Linked DNA regions of Lactuca sativa: regions 1 and 2 are each linked to region 3. Evidence: chromatin contacts called from public Hi-C data. All regions are on one chromosome and are shown on one strand. Each heading gives the region's core, a stretch centred on a gene start, on an enhancer-like site or on the middle of the called end of the contact. The rest is flanking DNA. Distances are from core to core; before and after follow the strand shown. Region 1 holds the start of LOC111882323. Region 2 holds the start of LOC111876138. Region 3 holds the start of LOC111900803 (zinc finger protein CONSTANS-LIKE 14).

Region 1 (4,474 bases), core at 842-3,341, 150 kb after region 3:
TGTACTTATCTTGAGCTCCAGATAGGAGCCAATATGAAATTTGCCAAACACTAGAGACCGATTGTGGAAAAATTTAAAAAATAAACTATCGAATTGGAAAGCCAATAATCTCTCGTTTGGGGGAAGTCTTACCCATGTTAAAGTTGTTTTGGGTAGTCTTCCGTTATTTTATTTCTCTCTTTTCAAGGCGCCGAAAAAAGTAATTGACAATTTGGAAAGTATTAGAAGAAAGTTTTTATGGGGGAGAAAGGAAATAAAATGAAGATAAATTGGGTAGCATGGAACACTTTGACTAAACCGAAAAGAAAAGGAGGTCTTGGTATTGGGAGTCTCCGGTCATTGAATTTGGCTCTGTTAATCAAGTGGTGGTGGTAGTTTAAATTTAAAGTGAATAGTCTTTGGACGAATTGCATTAAAGCTTGGCATAATGTCTCTTGCATTGATGGCAAGCCATTAGCCAAAGCTAGTCTCCAGGGAGTGTGGCTTGTTATTTCCAAGCTAACTGAAGATATGGAACATTGGGGAATTAACTTGGAAGACTTGTTTGTAAGGCGTCTTGGAGCGAGAAATAGAACCTACTTTTGGAAGGACAAATGGTGTGACAGTGTAGTGTTGAAAGATGTTTTTCCGGAACTTTATCGCATTGAAGTGCAGAAAAATTGCATGGTCAGTAACAAAATTCGAAACAGAGGTCTAGATGGAATTCATGGGCAGTGGTCGACAAATCCAAGGAGAGGAAGGGAGGCAACCGCTTTATCAGATTTAAACAACAAAGTTGTTGGTGTGGTGTTGACAAACATAGCTAATTCGTGGGTTAGGAAAGGTAACGAGCAGTGTTCTAAAAGGCGTGTCATGGCGTGAGGCGTGGCTTCGCCGTTACGAAAAAGCCTCATAACGTTGCTGTTAGGCGTGGCGCGTGGCAAGACGTGATATGGCGCGCCATGGCGCGTTATGGGGTGTTATGGCACGTGTTTTTTCGGTTGAGACACGTTTCTTTGCTCTTTGTTATGTCCTTTTCTAATCAGGGATACAAGTATTGTGGTTTTTGTTAACTTTTTGTTATTAGTTATTGATCTAACAATTCTAAAAAGTAGTTATATTTAATATAAATTTATATTTATGTGGTAATATAATTTTAAATTATTACAAAATCGCCGCCTTACATCACGTCTTGAAAAACGCCATGACTCGCCATGACTCGTTAAGCTTGAGGCTTGACCTTGCCACCACACCACGCCTCACGCCATTTAGAACATTGGTAACGAGACAGGTGGTTTTACAGTTCAAAATTTGCGGAACTTGATGGCTACTGCGGAAGAGGTCTCAAACCCGTTTCCTTTTCATTGGGATGGTTGGGCTCCTCTAAAAGTGAATTGTTTTGTTTGGCATTTATGTTTAAATAGGATTCCAGTTGTCGACAACCTTCTTGTTAGAGGTGTGACTTTGCCATCGTATCTTTGCCCGCTCTGTGGTATTGAACAGGAAGATGTCGACCATCTGTTTTTTAAGTGTAGTTTTGTAAAAAAAAAGTTTGGAGCTGGTTATGTAACTGGTCAATGTTATTGAATTCTGTTCCTATGAATGTTTCTGACATGTTGGGGGTGGTAAAGACTTTGGTGTTGAATAAGAAAATGAAGAAATTGCTACGTGCCCTAATATATTTAGTTTTATGGAGCATATGGAAGTCTAGAAATGCTTTAATTTTCAAAAGTGTCGGGAGCAACCCAATGAAGACAACCGATGATATCCAATTAATCTCTTTCAATTGGTTGAAATATAAAGGGAGATTTAGTTCTTTATATTGGTTTAACTGGTGTAATTCTCCTGTTTCTCTTGTTTGTATGTTGTAACTTGTCTAGCGTCTCGCTAGTTTCGTTTCATTGTAATTATGTCGTTCGGAAAAAAAAAAAAAAAAGATATATCCGAATCAAGTTTTTTCCTGGATACAAGAGCTATCCGGTATGTGCACCAGTTAGTTTGGGTTGAGCAGAGCAGGCCTTCATGGGCTTTAAACACCTACCTAACTAAGTGAGTGGGTCGAATCTGATTTCCGAGACTGAAACCCTACTCTTTGACTTTGATTTTGATCTATCAATTACGAACTTGCGATCATCCTGATTCCTAACTGGATCTCAGAAAATAAATATATATTGAAATACTTTTAAGATCCGACAAAATCTCAACCTTCACCTCAAACGGAAAAATGGCGAAGATCACGATGATGAATTCTCTCCTCTCTCTAGTATTAGTCTTCTTCATAGCCTCATCATCGGCAATTGCCGGCTCCGATTCTCCTTTCATCGTAGCTCACAAGAAAGCTACACTCAACAGACTCAAATCCGGCGCCGAAAAAGTCTCCGTTTCTATCGACATATATAACCAAGGATCTGCGTATGTAGCTTCCACCTTCTTTTCTCGTATTTACTTTACATAGATCTCTTCATGTAGTTGCTCCACAAATTCGATTTGCCATCTGCACATTCCGATCCATATTTTAGGCGTTTGGTTGCTTTCTTATTCCATGGATCTGAATAGATCGATGGAATCGTCTATGCTCAAGGCCTCAAGCCATCTAATTAATTATGGATCCGGTGTTTCTGTTACAATCGGATATTGATTAGACAGCTATATTCTTTAGCTATGAATTATGAATTAAGCCTTTCAAATTTCTAGCAAGAGATGATAATGAAGCTTCCCTTATGTACAATTTTTGTTCCAGGTAGAAAAAATTGCTAATTTAATGATAAGACTTTGTGGTCTCAATCATTTCGCTATACCATTTAATACAATACAAGTTGGTTCTTTTCGAACTCAGAGAATCTGATCAATTGCATCACCATAACAGTTAACAAGAAAGTGTCTTATGTTTGGTCTTTGATCATCAATATTTTTCTCTTGTTTTTGCCAAAGATATATTTTCAAATTTCAACTATGGTGAAAGCATTGTATATTTCCTCTTATAATCTATGCTGAAAGCTTGATAGAGGTAACATTGTCTTGCAGTTGCAATATGATCATTGAGAAGATATTTGACCTGAAGCTCATTGTAATTCAAATAGTTCGAGTTATAATTATAAACTCAATAATGTTACTAATTAGTAAAAATACATAGAAAGGAGTATGAGTTTAGGCATATTTCCATGAAGCACTTCCATTTCATTGTTTGTTTATACAAAGTTTTGACAAATATATCAATTTATTTCTTACATAATCTCACACTTTCCCCCTCTTTTCCATCCAGGGCTGCTTATGATGTTAGCCTCAGTGATGATGGCTGGTCTTCTGAGATATTCAGCATCATCTCAGGGAACACTTCAACTTCATGGGAAAGACTCGATGTGTATGTATAATCATATTCTTGAATTGATTTTTTCTTTTCTTGAATTGATTCTCACAATAATTACTTGTCATATTTTCAGTGGTGCTGTTCTATCACACTCTTTTGAGTTAGAGTCAACAGTGAAATCTGTCTTTTACAGCACACCTGCTGTTATTACATTCCGTGTCCCCACAAAGGCTGCACTACAGGTTAAATTCATCATTCATGGAAAATATGAATTAATTTTATTATTATAATTTATAAATATATATTATGTGTTTAGTCTAACAATCTTTTTTACTGTTGCAGGAGGCATATTCAACCCCACTTCTGCCTCTTGAAATCCTATCAGATAAGCCACGTGAGAATACATTCGATCTTGTAAGTCTTTTACTTTCTAAAACAAATTTATATAAACTGATTTATAATTGAAATAAAAGTCTTGTTAACTAATAATGCATTGCTGTGTTCTTGTGCATGAATGTGTGCTTTGATGGCTGCTACTCTTTCAGGCTAAGGTAAGTTACTAGAAATTTGGACAAATGTGAAATGTCGTTTTTAACCCTGAATTAATATCTTACATTATGTAAATTTGCAGAGGTTATTGGCGAAATATGGGTCATTAGTGTCGGTGATTTCCATAGTGGTGCTATTTGTGTATTTGGTGGCAACTCCATCAAAGGCAGGTGCTGCAAAGGGAAGCAAGAAGAAGCGTTGATAATAATTTGTCAGATTTTAATGTGACCTTTGTTTTAGACTCAGTTTTTTTTGTAAAATGTCTTTAAAGAGATAGTTTGAGAGGCTTTGTAGTCTTATGTTTTCATACATGTGAAAGAGTTAAATTACGGATTAATTAATTTTGCAATGGCATTAACTAGGTGTTATGTTTTCATTTTCATTGTGAGTTTTGTTAAAGACTGTATACAATATGTCTGAAACATGTGAACTTCTTTCAAAATTTATACTAATGCAACTTCTTTCAAAGATTTCTACTTGCGCAACTTCTCTCAAAAATTTCTACTTATGCCTAAAGGAAATTTGGGTCCTAAACTTTCCTCTGAATCACCACAGGGTATTATTGATCAATTGAAAAAAATCAGGCGCAACTTCCTGTGGGGAGGTGGGGAGTTGAAGCGAAAAATTCATTGGATCGAC
Region 2 (4,766 bases), core at 308-2,807, 210 kb before region 3:
TCTAAATTAGACTTGAGAAAATTAAAAGCTGTCAAACACAGGAAAGCATGTTTTATCATCTACTGTAAAAGCTGTCTAAAAGGGACATACCTGTGCTAGTGCTTGAATATAAGCGGCCTCAATTACATTCTCCTGCAAATCTACAGGAAGCTTCATCCTGATCATAAAGCAAGATGTGAATTACATGATTTGGTCCATTAATATGAATTTTTTGTGAAGATCAATGGCTTATTTGAAAATCTAAACGTACTTGATGTGAGGTGGAATTCGGACAAGAATTTCTTGAAGACAGAATTGAAGGTACCCAGCTGCCTTCACCAATAAGTCGACAGCGCATCTGATGTTATCTATGGTTAACAAGAAAAATCAAAGATCAATCGAACTTTTTCAGAGACGGATTTGAAGTTGGATGATCGTAATAGATAAGGGTTTCGTACCTGTAGATTCGACTTCTTCAGTAGTGACAGTTTGATTAGGAATTAGTTTTGAGTTTGCCTCCATTAATGTCAGCATCGCCATCATATGAACAACAGATAGTAATTCAAACCAGGAATCTGCAACACTTATTTCCTGTTCATCGAAGTGGATATTGGATTACAAAAGGAATTCACATGAACAGAAAATCGAAAAGGGTATTGAGTTAATCGAATCCTTACTTGTCGATCGTCTAAACCTTTCCATTTGAATTCAACGAGTTCTCGGAAACCAAGTTCTGATACGCAAATTAACAACGAAATTAGTACGAGTATAACTAATCTATCGAATATACGAAAACGTTATAAACCTTGATCAGTGAGGCCAATTAATAATGGTAAGTACTCCTCCAATGCACGTAGCAATTCAGGAACAGCTGATACATCTGCAACAAGTTACAGATCCGTAAAAAACTGCAGGGGATTTAACAAACAGATTGAAATTAGGGAGCAGAGAAGAATCTAACCAGTTTGTTGCGATAGTAGAGCAATTTGATTCCGGGAATAGGTAAGACGATCAGCCAAATCCTTGGGAACAAGGCCTTTAAGGGGTTTTTGGAAATTGGAGTTTATAGGAACTCGAATTGAAGGAGAAAGTATGGTAACAAGAGGGATCTTCATCTGCTTCTTATTCCCTCCAACCCTGTAAACAGAAGCTGCACACCCCATTGTGAAGTTGTACGTTGTGATTATGGATCATAAATCGCTATTCTATAGACAATTCACAGGAATATTAGGCAGATGATGTGATGTGTATGAAGCTTCTTGTGTATTGGATGTCAGATGGAGATGGGAAGAAGGATACGTGATTTGATGGATTCTTTACTCCAATTTTGATTTGATAGAAGCATTCGTGCAACTTGAAGCTGTCTGCGATATGGGAAATTAATGGTGTACATTGTTTCATACACCTGGAATTGGATTAAATAAATGGGGAAGCTGAGCTCAGATCTCTTTGTGAATTCATTCATGGCGTTAGCATGTGCATGTACATGGGTTATTGTGTTGGATGAGCGCAGATCAAGGACCAGGGTAGCCATGATTGAACTTCATCTTGGTAAAAGTGACTTGTTTCATCTTCTCTAACATCTTACCTTTGAACAATTGATTATAGAAAGGATGACCAATTAATTTATATTTTTTTATTAACTAGTTTATGTAGTAAAATAAAATTTTCATCGATTTTTGTGTGTTTACATTGTTACTGATTCATGCAACCGACTAGTAGTGTAATGCATAAATTGATAAGTGACATATTAAAATATGCATACATAAATTAATAAACAAGTTATAATAACAACTATTATAAGGATCCGATGTCGTTCCAAACAAAACAAGTATTAAAAGTGGCAAAATAAGAGTTTACACAGATTCAGGAATTTATCAACATAAATAATTTTACATCATGTTAAAATAAGTTGGTCGATTCTTTGCTATTATTGTTCATTAACTCTTGAAGACAATTTCATCTCCATGTGTTTTGTTAACTGTAGATTTTAACAACGAAGGTGTTTTCCCATCTAAACTTCTAGTATACTTCAATGATCTTATTGCTTAAGTTAAAGATATCTCTTTTAGTTGTACAGAGTATAAGGATTCCATCTCTTTCTTGAAATGTTAACTAAAGACAAATGTAATGATATTTATTACTATGCTGATCAAGAGTCATTGTAGGTATGCTAATGGTATTAGAATAAGCATATATGTGGACTGCTCTCAATGAACCTTGATTGATTAGATTGAGGAGGAAAGGTTAGAATTTGGGAACGAAGAGGATGAATATGAGGATTGTGATAAGGACGTCGATGAGATTCAGATGCTTGTCATGTCACATAGTATTACATCACTTCCCCTTCAACATTTCACAAGGAACGACATCGGATCCTTATAATAGTTGTGTAAACTATTATAAATTAGTTTATATTGATACATAAATTAGTTTATATTGACGATTAGTTATTGGGAAATCTCCAGAAAAGTCCTAAAATTTTACCCTAATTTACGAAAAAGTCTCAAACTAAATTTTGTTTACGAAAAAGCATGAATTACCGGTAAAAATGGCGATTTGACCCCTTGTTTCCGGTTTATTGGTTTTATTACTTACCTTTTTTACTAAAGTCCCATTATTTTACCTTAATTTGCGAATAAGTCCCAAAATAAAATTTACTGATGATTTGACTATTTTCTCTATATAACATACATTTTACCGGTTTCATTGCTGATCTGGACACCTAGTCATTAAATGAGATGATGAGATGAATATGTTAAGTTATATAATGCTATGTTTAGCATAAAACTTGATATCTTGATATATTGTATATCTTTTTCGAACATAAAATGCATCCAACGAAGACTACAATAATTACATAAACTAATAACAACTGCATTATTTTTTACGTTTATAAGAAATATCAAATTGTCTATCTAATCTTATGTAACCCAATATATCCATCTCATCAGACATCAACTCATTTTCTGCCATTTTTTCTTGGAAACACACATTTTATTGGTTTCATTGCTGACGTAGATACATAGTAATAAATGAGCCGATAAGATGGGTATCAAATTTTACAATAAATGTGGGCATTATATAACCCATCATATTCATCTTATCAGCTAATTTAATGACTAGGTGTCTAAGTCAACAATGAAACCGATAAAATGTATGTTAGAAGAAGAAAAGGGTCAAATCATCAGTAAATTTTATTTTGGGACTTATTTGCAAATTAGAGTAAAATAATGAGACTTTAGTGAAACATGTAAGTAATAAAACCGGTAAACCGGAAAAAAGGGGTCAAATCGCCATTTTTACCGGTAATTCATGATTTTTCGTAAACAAATTTTAATTTGGGACTTTTTCGTAAATTAGGGTAAAATTTTAGGACTTTTCTGAAGATTTTCCTTAGTTATTTCGCGCAAATACTAAAAGATACCCTTGTCATAAATGGAACATCGAAAATTTTCCAATTACGTTCGGTTTTGACCATTCACCAGGACTCTTTTAGGTACCCGGTTTGCCAAACTGAATTTGAAAATGCATTTCAAAATCAACAAAATCGAAAGAAAAAAACCTATTGTTTTTTGTGTCATTCAATAAAAATGCAAATGTTACCATTAAAAAAATGAAATTGAAAGCATAGTGTAGCGTAGTGTCTTTACGGGTATGCATTATTTTACGTTGTATTGCAACCTATACTCACATGTTATAAAAAATATTAATTTAAATTGATTACTTACAACCTAAACTATGAATTAAAAAAGCTATGAATGAAAATAGTTTGTTATGTAAAGGTCATTATGCCATTTTATAGTGTAATTGGAACGATCCCATAAATATGGTAATTGGAACTTTGGTTTGAGGTGTTTCCAAACACATGGTGACATATAACATGATTGATACTATTCTAGATACAAAAAGTTTAAATACAATGAAATAATTGAAATATGACACTACAAATTAATTGATAAAAAGATAATGACGCACCAATAGCAAAAATATCATCCTAAAGAATAGTAGAAGTAATAGCATTTATTCTTTGGAAACTATGCTTAAAACACAAAATTCATCTAATTAGAGAGCTCTTAACATCTAAGTGAAGTTGCTTGAATGTACGTTTAACATAAAATAAGAAGCAAACAGAAGCACTAAGCCTTAATCCAAAAATTCAAGTTTATTATTTACTAAAATCATTATACATTCAAGAGTCAAACCACAAACAAAATTGCAAGCAAATAGCTTTTACAATAAGAACCTTTACTTACTCTCTTTATAAAGAAAAGCAGCAATATACACACATGTATTTACCAATTATAGCAACCTACTTACTATTTTTACGAAATATTAGCAATATACTTACGTTTGTTTACCAATAATAGAAATGTGCTTACTCGTTTAGCCAAAAACATCAAAATACTTACATTTATTGATCAATAATAGAAATGTACTTACTTTTTTTTTTTTAACAAAAACAACAAAATACTTCCATTTATTTACCAATAATAGCAATGTACTTAATATTTTTTTTATCAAAACAACACGTAACTACTAATAGCAACATTTTGTCACACCCCAAAACCGAGAACTGCGGAATCGTTCTGGGGTGGAGGACATCATGTAATGTATCACAACAATGTAAAGTAGTAAACAAGCAACAAAATCATCCATTGCATTAATAGTATAATTTTAATTACAAGTGTGTTCTTTCATAGTATAAGACAACATAATGAATAATCAAAATAAAAGAGGAGTCTTGACTGATCCGTCTTCACAAAACCTGGTCGTCGTACCTGTCT
Region 3 (4,297 bases), core at 1,661-4,160:
ATTTGTATAGTTTTTTTTATGTGTTTGTATTCGGGTACCCATTTTATATTCTATGTAGCTCATTTACCCTCATCCCAATTTCAGGTTAAGTTGACATTTATGCCCTAAAAAAACTTCTATAAAATAAAATTAGTGTCTTTTTTACTAAACGTAATGCGAAGACACTTAAGCTCCACTCATAATAGTATCTGAATTCAAGTTACGAGGTAATATTTGCCACGTGGTAAGTGTTGACAGGACAAGATCATGGTGACTCAGATTGCATTTCCACAACTCAAGCATCAAAGCACACCTTTTCCCAACTTTAAGGATAAAAAAAAGATTATCAGTCAATCACCGTAGCCATACATTACAAGCCACCTTTTTCTTATCAAACAGTCGTAGGTTACCACTAGCCACTAGGCATGTGCAAACACAACCACTATCTTTCAACTCAAACCTACCCTTTTATCAAACTAACTTCCACCACAAACCACTTTAATAATTCATTCAATACTCTTCACAAATCTTCCCTTTACTCGTTTTCTCGTGTCTGCTCTCGCCTTCCGTGACTCGTATCGGATGCACTTGTCGTACCTATCACCATTTTAACGCTATTCATCATAACCAGCAGAACTAGACTGGACAGGACTAGACAAGCTTTATAGATATGAAGGGCATTTACGTCTTTTGCATAAACGTTAACAAGTTCCTATAATCCTATCCCACCTTTTTTGGGTAAAGGACAAAAAAAAGTTGAGATTTTTGTCCCCATTTGTCAGTCCAGTCCAATGTACGCCAAACGCAGTACAACCTGTTCTGTGTCTTGTCATGTAGTGTGTACCTTCGTGTTTTCTTTTTCTCCTTGTAACGTAACATTGCGTTACATCTATTTTGGGCAAGTTGTTGCGGGTCTACTTTGGTTGTTGCGGGTATTTCCATTCCTTGATTGGTTGCTAAAAAGTGTTCCATCATTTGACCATCAATTGTGGGATTACTTCTATTGGTTTCCATCATTTGTGTTTCAGCTCGGTTGTCGCTCTCCATAGTTGATATGCAACCCGATATTTGCTTCTGAAAAGGAATAGCAATGTATTTTTGTTACTTTGTTTATTACACCGAGGTTAAAATTAAACCTTCTTTTGGGACAAATATAGAAAAATGAATCAGGATAAGGGGAATGCAATGTTTTCTACTTCTAAAACACTTAGAATTCTATCCGGTTCTAATTCGAGCCTGATGTGAATGCAAACCTCTTAACAAGACTTTCATCCACAAAGAAATAGACAAAATGGTTTTGAGAAGTAGCAAAGTTTCATGAGTTTCTCGAGTACCCATAATTACCATTCAAAACCAAATGAATAACTTGGGGTTATAAATGCAAGTAGATAGAAGAAACACTAAGTAGTACAAGATGCTTACATTTTGTGATGTGGTGCCAAAAGATATGTTTATGGCATCCATTTCTTTTAAAACTTCCATTGTTGTGAAAGAAGCATCCTCAACAAGGTCAGTACAATTGTTTATTGCAAAGCCAAGATTATCACCTCCTGCCTCAGAAGATCTTGATCTTCCTAGATTAAAATCCCATATCTGAAATCAAAATGGTAATAAAGATGAGCCTTTATAGTTATATCCCACTTCATGTAACTACTTATCTTATATCCCCACAATAAAGTGGCAACAAACATGTGTTGGCACAAATCACAATATAGTTTGTAAAAGTTTCCATCTATAGAAAGAAATACACAAAGAACAAGAATTTCTGGTACTTGATGATTAATCTTTAATAAGTACAAAATAAGTTAGCCAAGACTGGTGGTGACTATAGATGATTAGATGGACACCAATTGTATTTGTTGCTGTGTTTATGCACCTCCAGTACTAGAGCGAATGTAAGATGTTAATTTCTTAGGTTTTGTTGTGACGCAGCCTAAAAGGTAAGAACAAATATGGATAGCGATTGTTTAATTGGTTTTATAACAAGATCAAGAGTAATATGCGGTAATGTTTTTATCAATTTTCTAATCAAGTTATTTAATTCCAAACCTGACTGGTTTGGCGTTTAGGGCTATAGCTCCACATGTTACTAAATTCAGTGATACCCCCATTATTCGCTTTTGAATTCGCGGGATTCTGGGGCGGCATAAGCAAATACGTTAATGGAGTTTGCTGATGCAACAGATCCTTATCGTCTTGTTCCTCATACTCAAAACCTTCTGAAATATCCCTCGGACCACATCCACTCGGTGTTTGAGGCCCCAATTCAGCTCCATCTCCGTCAAATCTTTCTTTCGCAAGCTCCACCAGCTGCTTATACAAAACTTTATTATGAACTCCGCAACCCGAACCTCTAGATTTCCAGTCAACGCTCGGAACCTCATCATAACAAGGAGTTTTCTCATGTATCGTTGCTAAATCTTGAAAATTCGTAGTGGAATACTTACTTTCACACGAATTGCCGTTAGAACCAGAAGATTTCAGATTAAATCCCCAAATCGAGGCCAGCTGAAGAGGGGAAGGGCAACCGGAGAACTCTTCAACAGGCACACGACTGTGATAAGAGGAAACGGAGGAGTCTCCATGGAAATCGTGATCACAAGAGGTGCAGAGGAGAAGATTATCAGTTGAACAGGCGACGGAAACGGCATCAGATCCGCAGTTGTCACAGATCTGAGAACGGAAGTGCTTGAGAGATAAAGCATTTGCAGAGTGTACGGCGTTGTCGCAGAACAAACAAAGCTTAGCCGAATCGGCTTTACAGTACAACACCGCCGATCTCTGATTACAGAAATCACAGACACAAGACATAATCTGATCTCTGAAGCTTTTAGGGTATTGATGATGAAGATTGAATTTGTGATGAAAACGATAAAGGGTTATAAAAATCTTGGGAGGATTTGGGAAACGACAAATGGGGCTTTTTCTGCCCGAAAAGGATTGTTTACGTGGTATATTTATTGCTTTCGTCAACGCTCCCGATTTTGACTAAGATTAAATCAACAACAAATTTTCACGTGTTTTTAATCTGTTTTAACTTTAAGTAGCAAATTATTGGAATTCACTTTTTATTTATGGTAATCATATTTATTATCTGAGGAATCATAACTTACAAGATTGGCTTTTCCGCTTTTATATATTTGTATTTGTGTCATCTTTAATGTATGTCTTTAATCCATTGGTAAAATCTTTTATGGGCTATTTCCATATTAACTCTATTCTTTGATATTGACAATGTATGACATGCCTTGTGTTCCTATCTGTCTTCTTTATTATCTCTAATCATTTATGGTTCATTTCCTTTGTTTTATTGACTTGTTTACTTTATTAATTCCTCCATGGCTCTATAAATATAGAAGGGTCTCTTACACTTTACTTACCCATATATTTAACCATAAAGGAATAATTTTTATGTAGAATGAGGGCACACACAGAGATACGTGGATGGAGGTATGCCGACGTAGTAAGCATACAAATAAATTGGGTTGTAATGAGGATGTGACTACTTTCTATGTAGCACGATTTAAAGATGGAACAAGTAAAGTGGATCTGTATAAATCCTTTGGTAGGACATTTACATTGGTGGGAAGAAGAATCAACGAAAGCAAAATTTCCCGTTCATCAAATACGTTGGGGTGAAAGACGCAAGAACTCTGGAAGAAGAAATGCAGGGTGGCATACTTCAGGGCATAACACTTTCTTCTAACTTGGCCAGATACCAGAAGGATAATACTCACATTAGAAGACCTCTACGAAGTTGACAAGCTAAACCTTAGACAACCTTCATTGCCAAGAATGGTGTTAGAGACTCCAGGACCTTTGCGCAGGTGGCATCAGGTACTAAAGAAGTTTGTCATAACAATTCTCCCCCCATCCTACTCAACCCTGAAATTGTTATGAGCAAATGGATACGAAAGAATTTGCTGATAGGGGAAACCCATAGTCTTGATCATATTGCCAATTTGCCAGCACCTACTCTCATGTACGACGGAACAAAATATCTTGGAGGTCTGAGAATTGCCATTAAATTTGAATCGTCGAAGGAAGCCTGTGAATTTTTAGAAGACAAAGGTAGATGGCAAGAATGGTTTAAGTGGATGGTAATATGAGGGCAAATGGATACAATTTATGAAAGGTTAGCATGGTTTAAAATCAATGGTGTTCCCCTAAAATACTGGGGTGAAGACAGTTTCTCCGGTATCGTTAGTAGATTCGGGAAAGTCACAATCTCATTAGATAACACTCATAATAAGAGAGATCTATCCATGGGCAAAGTTGGAGTAATCACATCGAGAAAGAAGTGGGTCAATGAAGAGTT

The links. A called contact is a pair of places that touch in the nucleus more often than the background predicts.
Region 1: a contact with region 3 is called in a Hi-C map of leaf, with 4 times the contacts expected there. The contact joins the promoter of LOC111882323 here to the promoter of LOC111900803 in region 3. A contact is called at or near these places in 3 of 4 Hi-C or Micro-C datasets (leaf and seed).
Region 2: a contact with region 3 is called in a Hi-C map of leaf, with 3 times the contacts expected there. The contact joins the promoter of LOC111876138 here to the promoter of LOC111900803 in region 3. A contact is called at or near these places in 2 of 4 Hi-C or Micro-C datasets (both in leaf).

Annotation. Positions count from the first base shown.
Region 1 is chr3:214,252,517-214,256,990 of Lsat_Salinas_v11, forward strand. LOC111882323 reads left to right here and starts at 2,092. Exons shown (of 6, transcript XM_023878681.3): 1 at 2,092-2,391; 2 at 3,242-3,340; 3 at 3,420-3,528; 4 at 3,629-3,700; 5 at 3,832-3,837; 6 at 3,918-4,211. The coding sequence starts at 2,204. The coding sequence ends at 4,037.
Region 2 is chr3:213,889,164-213,893,929 of Lsat_Salinas_v11, forward strand. It overlaps LOC111876138, which reads right to left and starts at 1,558. Exons shown (of 10, transcript XM_023872668.3): 1 at 941-1,558; 2 at 785-859; 3 at 657-712; 4 at 438-570; 5 at 251-347; 6 at 91-157. The coding sequence starts at 1,142.
Region 3 is chr3:214,099,138-214,103,434 of Lsat_Salinas_v11, forward strand. It overlaps LOC111900803 (zinc finger protein CONSTANS-LIKE 14), which reads right to left and starts at 2,911. Exons shown (of 4, transcript XM_023896684.2): 1 at 2,029-2,911; 2 at 1,402-1,572; 3 at 824-1,053; 4 at 275-576. The coding sequence starts at 2,790. The coding sequence ends at 486.